2 separate regions of the Gasterosteus aculeatus genome follow, and region 1 is linked to region 2. Evidence: chromatin contacts called from public Hi-C data. All regions are on one chromosome and are shown on one strand. Each heading gives the region's core, a stretch centred on a gene start, on an enhancer-like site or on the middle of the called end of the contact. The rest is flanking DNA. Distances are from core to core; before and after follow the strand shown. Region 1 overlaps mrpl13 (mitochondrial ribosomal protein L13). Region 2 holds the start of LOC120810076 (collagen alpha-1(XIV) chain).

Region 1 (5,298 bases), core at 1,699-4,198, 85 kb after region 2:
AAGTTACTTCAACATCCATGAAGTCATTCCCCTGCCACTCGTCTAGAAATTGCTTTTATGAGGCTTAAGTCTTCTTCACTAAAACTCGCAACCCACTCTCCAGACCCACATACTAAGTAAGCCTGCACGCATGGCGGAAAGCCGAAATCAGCCGTCAGGAAATGTCCAGCACGTCCAGACCTTTGATTCTACCCAATAAAAAAATCACATGCTTTGATGTTTTATTGGCTGAACTGAAACCAGAGTCGGACAAATATTATAAAAGATGAATAGCAGGCTTAAGAAAAGTAGACATGTTATCATTAAGTCAGATGGTTTATGTAAGTTTAACTCCAGAATGAGGAAGAAAGTTGTGATGAGGCTGAACAGATGAAACCATGTGCAGTTCACATGCTTTAGCGTCCAAAATATAGAGAGAGTGTGCAGGTCAGTAATTGTTGACAAAGTAGGACGGGAAGCGGCCTCCATATAGAAAATGTTTTGTATTTACTTCCTCTTTACGGTTGCAGTTGATTAAGTCGTTCATAAAAAGAACAAGTTTTTGTTTTAATCTTCGAGCCTCAAGTTATTTAAATTTTAAAAAGTAAGAAGTCCAGAGGAAAAATCGATAGAACTGCTAATAACTTTATAACCCAAAAGTTGTGGAACAGTGTTTTAATGTATCATCTATAACTATAGCTCAGATGAATGTTGTGCAATGATGAATTGCAGTATAATAGATGAAGGTATGAATTAGCATTAGTGAAAATGAGTTGTACTTGTCAGAGAAAGATGAGATGTGCATTTGAGTTTTATGTGCATCTCTTTGTGTCCTTCCAGGTCTTTTGGGTGAGAAGGGAGAAAGAGGGAGTCCAGGAATTGGAAGTCAGGGACCCCGAGGACAATCCGGACCTCCAGGTAAGATACTTACAAACCTATTCACATGTTGTGATGCTCAATGAGTTTGAAAAGCCAACTGAATCCGCATGTTGCTCAAATATAATTAGGACGCGCTGTAGCAGAATATTCTGGACATTTCTTTGTGGTGTTTTCGGACTGCAACCAAGCTGGAGCTAAAACATGAAGATGTTTTTTCCCATTTTGTACCCTCTGTAAACCAAAAGCAAAAAAGTTTCAAATATTTAAACAACATAATTGCACAGAAAGCCATTGAAATCTTCATCCGCGTTATTCTCTTGTTAAATCGCCGTCCGAGGGCAGCGAGCACGTTTTGGAGCGCGATGTAATTCGCTGTGTTGACTTCCCTGTGTGAAGTTTGGGGGTTCATGTTTATTATGTCAGTTATGAGATTCACTGTTTACTGTTGTGTGATCAACACTCACAAGCCACAGAAACTTTTCTGTTGTCGGATAACTGCCGAATGAATAATAACACTTCAATATATGAAAGAGGAAATGTTCCCTGAGAGAAATGTACCGGGCAAAGCTCTCCGTCTCCGTCTCTTCTCTGTGCTTTTCTGGAACATTTGTGGGATAACAATTTTAGCTCTTGGCAAATGAAACTGCCCTCAAAGTATTGATTTCATAGTTCAGCTGACTGCTGAAGTGAGTCCTGATGAAGCACTTTCTCTTGTGTAAAAAAAAAAGGCAGAAGCCTCTGGCTAAAAACGGTGTAATTTCTACTTTTACCCTGAGGCCATGAGCTATTATCTCCCTCATCCAGAAAGGACAATCACGTCTTTTCTGCCATGTTGTCACAGGAGCACAGAGAGGGATTTAGCGGAGATGGAAGAGGCGATATTACAGTGACAGGATGTGGCCCGGCACATTTTTTACTTTATTTTCCTTACCTCTCGTTCTCTGCCCTGGCAGAGTTGTTTTAATGAATATTCATTGGTGACTGATTTAATGCACTCGGCCTTCTTCGACGCCTTGTCCCCCATCCTCAGGCCTGCCGGGTGAAGGACGGACAGGCAGCCAGGGCCCCCCCGGGCGGCCCGGTAATACTGGAACACCGGGCAGGACGGGGAACCCAGGTGCCCCCGGGGCCGCCGGCCCACCAGGGTACTGTGACCAGAACTCCTGTCTGGGCTACAACGTCGGAGGTGAGCACTATTTGAACTCGCCTTATTTTAGTATGACAGGGTTTTAAAACAATATAATGTACTCGTGATGTGAATATGTATAGTTACATCGCAGTTGTTTTCAAACAATTAACTTCTATTTGCACCTTCAGCATACTGTGGAGCGCACCGTTATGTATTAATAATTTAAAAGACTTTATTCTTGCTAGTCTTGTCCTAATTTCTAAATGGAACCATTATAGATCAAAACAATATATATATTGTTACTTTTCCTGCAGAAAATTGTATCTAAAAGCACACATAGGGTCATCAGGTCATGTTCCTTAAACAAAAATACAATTTTGACAGGAAACTCTCCCCAAAACCGTCAAAACACACGTAATTATCATTTCTTTAGACTATCTGGGCCAGTATGTTCTTTTGCAACTGAGCATTGACTTGAATATCTTGCAGTATAAATTAAGAAAAGATGGTTTTCAACGGCATAGGTTAGTATGAAAAAAAAGTGGCAGTCTGTGAAGTCATGGAAGAGCCCTCACGTGGTGGGACGGCCCGTAGCCGACCCGTTAAAGTAACTGCTGCGAGTTCTTACTGAGCGGCCCGGGTTAGAATTCAACCCACTGCTCTTTGCCAATGGTCGTCCTCTCTCTCCTCTTGACGCCAATTTCACCGTCTGACAAAGGCAGAAGTGTGTAGTGTGAACATCGCAAAGCGCTGCCACGTCGTTGTTCCAGCAGCGGATGTTTGCGATATCCTGGATGGATTGCCGGAGGGGGGGGGTTTGATGGTCTTCTCAGCTGTCCCGACCATTCCTTGCAGGGTTTTCTGGTCATAGACGTTCCATCTCCTCACTGTAAGGCAGCTGCTTGTCCTCCCTGAGGAGCCTCAGCGCTGTGTCCTCCGCGCTCTTTATGAGTTGCGTCACATCAGAGTAAACATTAGTGAACTCTGTGCTTGGTTTGACCAGAGTTCAGTGAGATGTTTAAATAGAACGTTATAATATAGCACATGTTGAACATGTAAATATACAAAATATAGAACTTCATAAATAGTATAGTATGTTATAGTATGTAATTCAAGTGTTTGTATAGAATTCCTCACAAAATAGAATAGTATAAAACCATTTGTTTTTTGTATAAAGGTATGTTCTAGTATCTTGCAAGAATAATATGGAAGGTTATAAAAACTCAAAAGGTCTTTGAAATTGCATAAAAAAACACATTTGTGGTCATATAATTGGTCAAAATTGATATTAAGTCTTAACAAAGTTCATCACAAAATAAACTTTGTCATAAAAAATATAGTACATCACAAAAATGTCATTTAAAAAGCCACCAAAGGTTTAAACACTTTTTTTAATGTTATATTAGTCATAACAAATGTTACATGTCCACTAAAATTAAAGGTATGGACCACTTTGCATGTAATTAAAGCTGTTCACGTACTGGTTGGTTGATGAAATATTAAATTCTATTTTATCTCCATGTCAGAGAAATAATTTCTCAAAATATATTTCAACTTAACATATATTTTAGTGTTGCTGTATACACACTATTAATCACATTCAAATGAGTATTCATGGCGTAATGAGGTGCAGTTATTTAACATAACTGTGAATAATGACTGAGTCCGTTTTTGTCACAGGGGATGTTATGTGTGTGTATTCTCTGTACTCTCTGAATTCTGTGTTGGAAATCTTTATTTGCACTTTCTCCACTGCAGAAAGAGAAATATAGATTTGGCACACGTTCCTTCCTTGCAAAAGTTTTATTTGAATGTCTGAATGCAATAATAATATTTATACTAGCTAAATGTTTTATAAGAACCTCTCAGGGTTTGTGTATTTCCTTCCTCCAAAAGAGAGCAACGGATTTAAACACTAATGTGCAACCTAACAGCTGTGGAAGTTATGTTAGTGGGGATTCACAGGTTTAACTCTTTGGTTTGTTAGTGGGGATTCACAGGTTTAACTCTTTGATTTGTTAGTGGGGATTCACAGGTTTAACTCTCTGGTGTCGTTGGGTTTTCTTGCTCGTATGAGGTGTAAAATCTTCTTTCTTCCCCTTCCCTCTGTCTCGTTCTCTTCTGGACTGAAGTTCAACAGGACTATGGGAATGATTATTGAGGAACATCCTTCGACCGTCCTCTGCTCACCTTCCTCCGCTCTGTGCCCTTCACATATGACTACAAACTGAGAAGAATTGATAAATCATCCCTTTGTTCTCCATATTTATTGGAATGGTTCATTAATCGTGACCCCGGTGGTTAACCTCTAATCCCACATTTTGTTTCTCCAGAAAACAATTTCCTTATTCATTCTTGCTGATTCTTTTGCAAAATGATCTGGAATTTCTAAGGCGACTAATCTAACAAGCATCCATTGACTTTCAGTCACACGATGATTCATTGCCATGAACAGACAATGGATCCACTTCCACCATCAGTTAACATTCTTGATAGAATTTAATTGTTAATCTGGCTTCTTCATCATTTGACAGTCTGTGAGACAAAAACAGATAAGCTTTCCTTCCCCCACGACCAAACAAAACCCCATTAAGCTGCTGCAATGATGACCACCACTGATCTCTGTGGCATCTGTCCACAAACACTAGCGTACACAATGGTTTGCTGCTGCAGTCACTGATGGATCAGCTTAATAGGGATGAATTGCTTTGAGGCTAATTCGGTACGTTCATTACTGAACAACTGTCCATCTCATCTACTGTAGACTGGGCAACGGTTTGCTCCTAATGTTACCCAGATGTCATCGTTTTGGGGGGCAATATGGGGTTGAAACCAGATCTCATTAACCCACTTCACCACTTCACGTTCATTAACGTAAACCTTTGGAATCAAATGTACCTGTGCAACTTTTGACTTGTTTTTGTAACATTTCAACTGCATTGTTATTGCTTTTAAAGAAACAGTGTTAGCGTTCAAGGTGGTTCCAGTCCCAATGTCACCTTTCCAACTGTTCCCCAGTGGTGGTGGTTTTATGTCAGCTCCGGTGATCCCGAAACATTCACTCAAAATGAATCTAAATATTCCCAACACCTCAGTCCAACCCCTTCCTCACGCCGGCGTGCAGCCCCACAATCAGCCGCACAACCCTGCTGCAGAGGCTTATGACCATGGAGGAGAGGATGAGGAGGAGGAGGAGGAGGAAGAAGAGCAGGACCCCTATTACCGGGGTTACCCCCGTCAGTACTACCCCCAACAACCCTCCCAACTGGCTCACGGGCACAACGGTTACCACTCAAGCCCCACCCACTCCG
Region 2 (4,770 bases), core at 1,312-3,811:
TGTGAGATCTGCCACGTATCACCTGTGCAGACACAGCGAGACAGCCAATCTAGCCTGCACACATTTTCATAATGCCTGAGGTGTATAAGATGTACAATTGCTCAAGGTGAAAATGGAGATTCACTACTGAGACCCGCATATATGTTTTACAAAAAATGTTTTTGTATTGTTTCAATTGACTTCAGTGATTGAAGATTATTGTTTAAGTGACTGTAACGGTAACATCTCAATAGAAAGAAGAAGTAGCAGCACTAAAAAGATAGTTGTTGCCCTGCAGTGACTTTAAAAACGTTATGAGGCTTCACAGTTGGACCATATGGCACTGGGCAAAATGACTTGAAGATCATGGGACTGATGCATTTATTCATCAGAGCCACAGTTGGGACGGACCGTGATGGCGGAGATGTAGACAGATATGGATATATTATAATACAGTAGGGAGCACGAATTGGGGGGGGGGAAAGGAAGATAAGGAAGAAAAAAAAAAAAGGGGGCTAATGAAGACCGGAAGCTATCAAGACTAATGAATAGATATTAAAAAAATCCTAAACGCATGGAGGACAGCAGCATGGTTCATCCATCGGGCGGGTCCTTAGCTCTGTTGCCCTGAGCGTCCTCAGAGAGCAGCTGTCAAACAAAAGCCATCTGAGACCGCAGCCGCCCGGAATACAAAGTCAAACCAAAAATGAGCTTACAATCACTTTTAGTGCCAATCTGATTTTGCAAATGTTGTGCAAAAATATTCGAGCAGGTGAATTGGTGCTTTGATATTAGCTATTCATTTAAACACATGGCTGTGGGCTCTGGCAGCTGGAGCTGTTTATTGTTTAGTGTGTGGTCCGCTGCAAACGGGCAACAGATGAACAGAGGAGAGACGACAGACGGACAGGAGGACGGGACGAAGCTGGAGGAAGAAAGCGGAGGAAGGAAGGAGGACAGGGGATCCTATCCACAAGATTATAGTGTTCATGGCATCTGGACAGTTGTTTGGCTAAGGAGCACATGTTCATGTGTATTGTGAGCATTTGTGTGTGTGTGTGTGTGTGTGTGTGTGTGTGTGTGTGTGTGTGTGTGTGTGTGTGTGTGTGTGTGTGTGTGTGTGTAGTGCCTCAGGGACACACCTGGAGTGTTGCTATTTAGCGTTTCAACTCGGCCTGGCCGTTGTACATTCACCGGCCTCTGCTTCCCATGACTCCCTTCGTCGCGCCTCGGGGCAGGTCACAGAGCGTCTTCGCCAGCAGGTGAACAGCATTAAAATTTCCATCAGAGCGACAGAACAAAGCGTTGGCAGTTACAGACGAAACGTAATGATAAATCAGAATGTCAGAAGTGCCCGCTTCAAAATCCGGTGCCTCCACGTGCCTCTGAACATGACTCAGCCTTCGACGGAGCTGGCGGGCCAGAAGCTAAAGGCGCTAACGGCGCAAACAACAGCAAGAATGCTGACAGAGCAAGAAGTGTTTGACTTTGTTTGAGGGGAACTGGAGGATGCGTGGCGGAGGCTACTACACTACTTCTTTCAAAAGCAATTAAAATTGTCGCTACATTAATGCTCGGAATGTCATTTTGAAAACCTTTTAGAAGAAGAGTTTTGCTTTACGAGAAATGCACTTTCTCGCTTCCTTGTTTGAGAGTTAGCTTTTAAATCGAGCAAACGAGCCACAGTTTGTTATTTTGTGAGCTTTGGAGTTGCTTTGAAAAAATGAAGACTGTTTTCAGTCTGAATGCAAAGCTAAGCTAATCACCCCCTGTCTGCTTGATATTTAACAAGCAAACATCAAAGTGGAATCAATCTTTTAATCTCACTCTCAGCTAAATTAAATGTAAAAATAAATCCCAGAATGTCCAACTATTCCTCCACAAAAATGTTGACTGAGAGCACCGATAGACTCAGATGTCCTACATGTGATTTGCAGAAGAACATATTGGACATGATACAGATGTAAAACCTCTGCAGCCATCTAGAAACAATTTGGAGACGTGACAATTCGTGTCCAATGGACTCACATAAATCAAAGTAAGCACTCAGACAATAGCGTGAAACAAAATAATGTTATTTTAAGATGTATATCGACATATACCAATAGTCAGGTAAGGCTTAGATACATCTTCTTATTGAATTGAATGAGTCCAAACTTTTGACTGGTACTATACATTTTCACATGAGCCGAAACATCACATCTGTCGACCGGAAGGCTTCTTTTGTAAAACTCCAAGAAAGTCGTCTTCAGTCGAGGTGAAAACCGGTGTGATGGTGCCTTCAACATCGGAGGTCGCAGCGCAGCGCACCTGCTGCGAGCGCATTTTTTACCATTTCCATGCAAGTCAAACCCGCAACGACCAAGTGGCTCCTTTTAGAAAAGTGCATTCGGGATATTTGAAGCCGGATTTAAACCTGTAGGTTGCCAGCGGAGGTTTTTTGCGCAGAGGGACCGTCTCCCCCCCCCCCATCTCTCCCTCTATTCTGGATGAAGCGGGGCACGGGGAAGGGTCGGGACGAGGAGGAATAGCCGGAGGGGGGATGGCTGAATAACGAGGAGAGAAACACCCACTCCGGACTCACCGAATTGTATCCGGAGCGAACGAGTGGGAGAAAGAGAAGAAAGAGAGGAGGAGCGAGAAGGAAGAGGAACCAGCGGTCTTTGGTATTCAGAGGATTTCTTTGGGGATAAAGGCACGCTTGGAATCGATGACCGGAGAGGTAAAGGTGATTTCATTCGTTATGCGCAGCGTTGGAGCGTTTGAACGCAACGTCTTAATTTGAATGAATCGGATAGTTTGCCCCAAATCGCACAGAAAAACTAAATGTGAACCATTTAGCAGCACTTACACGCCGATGAATGAAGATACGGTCAGTGATTCCAACTTGATTTCATTTGGCTAAAGACAGTTTTTCCAAGAATGAAATCGGTGCGTGCGTCTACTGTCTCGTATTGTGATTAATTGAGAATGTCTGGAAATCATTTTCCGCAAATAGCATTTAAGAGCACACAAATTGAGCAAATAGACTGCTTAATTTTATTGAAGACTGCGCCTTCTCCTGGTTTCCATTAACCAATTAACCAATTGCAAAGTTACACAAACTGACCAAAAAACAACAACAAGGAGTTTCCACTGGGCTGCAATTTGCATTCATCTTGCATCACTTGAGTAAAGAGATATACATTTTTAATTGAGCGTCACTCTGAGACTTTCCAATCACAATCTCATTTGTGTGTGTTGGAGAGCGACTAAAAGGCAGAATGGTTTCTGTTTAATCTTTCTCATTTCCCTCTCCGTGTCCCGAGGCTTTTGACACTCTGAATGAAAGGAGCCTGCTTTCATTTCAATACCTCAGGGTTTCCTCCAGATAATTCAGACCAGGTAAAACTTTCTCGCTCAGGCTGTTCTATTCGAACCACTGTCCGCGTGCGTGATGAGTGTCTCCATGTGTCCGTCCCCAGTGTGTAATAATAAGGGGCCTGCAGAGGAGGCGAAGACAAAAGTGAAGGAGGTGAAAGGAGGAGATGGGATATAGAGAGAAGAGGAGATGATCTGTTGTCTTTGCTCTTGTGGTTTGGGAAACGGGTCTCGTGGAATGTTTCCTGACTTGACTGTCAATCAAACTACTCCCTCCCTGTCTGTCCATCACTGTTTGTTCTCCATCTTTCCCCACCAGCTCCTGTTCATTTATCCTCCCCTCGTCCCTCTAACAATGTCCTCCTCTGTGTTCCCCGGTGTGGGCGGCAGGCTCAACCGCTGCTCTGCGGTCGGTCTAGACCGTCAAACTGCTGCTCTGTACTCGTATCAAAGTGGAAATTAGACGGGAGTTAACTGATTCCAGATCAGCGGTATTTGGGCGGGGTGGGTTTTCTGGACCCACAGAGCCTCTCTTCAGCTAAATGTCAGAAATCCCCCCCTTTCTTTCTGTCCAACTGCACTGTACCTCTTTGCTTTGCATCTCCTCCTTTCTTTCAGCATAATCCTCCTCTCTCCGTGCAGGTCTAAGCTGCTGATTGTGAGGATGGTGTCAGCGGGGCAGATTAGGTGGTGCTCGTGGACCCCACTGGTGTTACTGGTCCTGATTTCCCATTTGGCGCAGGGTCAAGGTAAGGACCGTCTCCTCTTGTCCGGTCTCTGCTGCACAATCTTCCCATCCCACGTCCATGCCCCTCCCCGTCTCTTCCGCCGCCTTCCTAGTGAGCATTTTTCAGTCCACTCCAACTTTTCTTTGCTTTTAAGTCTCCATTTGACACCTTCACCACACTGTGTCTGTCCTCACTCTTCCCTCCTCCCTCCCCTCACCTCCCCGCCCTCCCGGGCCTCCATGTTCCCTTCCCTCACCTGAACTCTCTGTGTCCTCTCCTCCACTGTTTAAACGCCACTCCTCCCTTTGCTGTCTCTCATGTTTGACGCGTAGCCTCGGGTTAAATCACGCCCGTGATCGTCCGCATGTCATCGTGCCAATTTTACGCCGGCAGCACGGCAACGCTTGCAACCCCGCTGCCGACGCTGCCACCTTTCAGGGGGGGGGGCTTTAATTAACGTGTTGTTCAAGCTGTGATGATTTGCAGCTCGATGTGCTGCTCAGTAGATAACGCTCCAGTGTGCTTTCAGATCAACCTCATTCCTCAGCAGGCCTGATTTCACCACACTGACTCCCATCAAAAAGTGGGCTGCTGTCTCTCTGTTTTTAGGTCATGGAAGTTAAAAATCTGGACGCGGGCTTGACAAGGAACACACATGTTAGTTACAGTTTTAACCGTAACATACTTCACGTGTCACAAGAGT

What was found. Hi-C and Micro-C count contacts between places; a contact is called where the count stands out from the background.
Region 1: a Hi-C map of tail fin shows a contact between it and region 2, with 2.1 times the contacts expected there. The contact joins the enhancer-like site here to the promoter of LOC120810076 in region 2. A contact is called at or near these places in 4 of 6 Hi-C or Micro-C datasets (skeletal muscle, tail fin and whole body).

The regions. Positions count from the first base shown.
Region 1 is chr20:12,130,358-12,135,655 of fGasAcu3.hap1.1, forward strand. It overlaps mrpl13 (mitochondrial ribosomal protein L13), which reads right to left. Exons shown (of 8, transcript XM_078095298.1): 8 at 2,196-2,930. LOC120810076 (collagen alpha-1(XIV) chain) reads left to right here. Exons shown (of 48, transcript XM_078095299.1): 46 at 820-897; 47 at 1,889-2,044; 48 at 5,083-5,298. Among protein-coding and RNA genes, the nearest start is that of mrpl13, 12 kb to the right of the region's middle. Within about 2 kb of position 2,949, at least 1 of the 9 cell types and tissues checked has open chromatin away from gene starts, as enhancers often do.
Region 2 is chr20:12,045,504-12,050,273 of fGasAcu3.hap1.1, forward strand. It overlaps LOC120810076 (collagen alpha-1(XIV) chain), which reads left to right and starts at 2,562. Exons shown (of 48, transcript XM_078095299.1): 1 at 2,562-2,701; 2 at 3,982-4,088. The coding sequence starts at 4,004.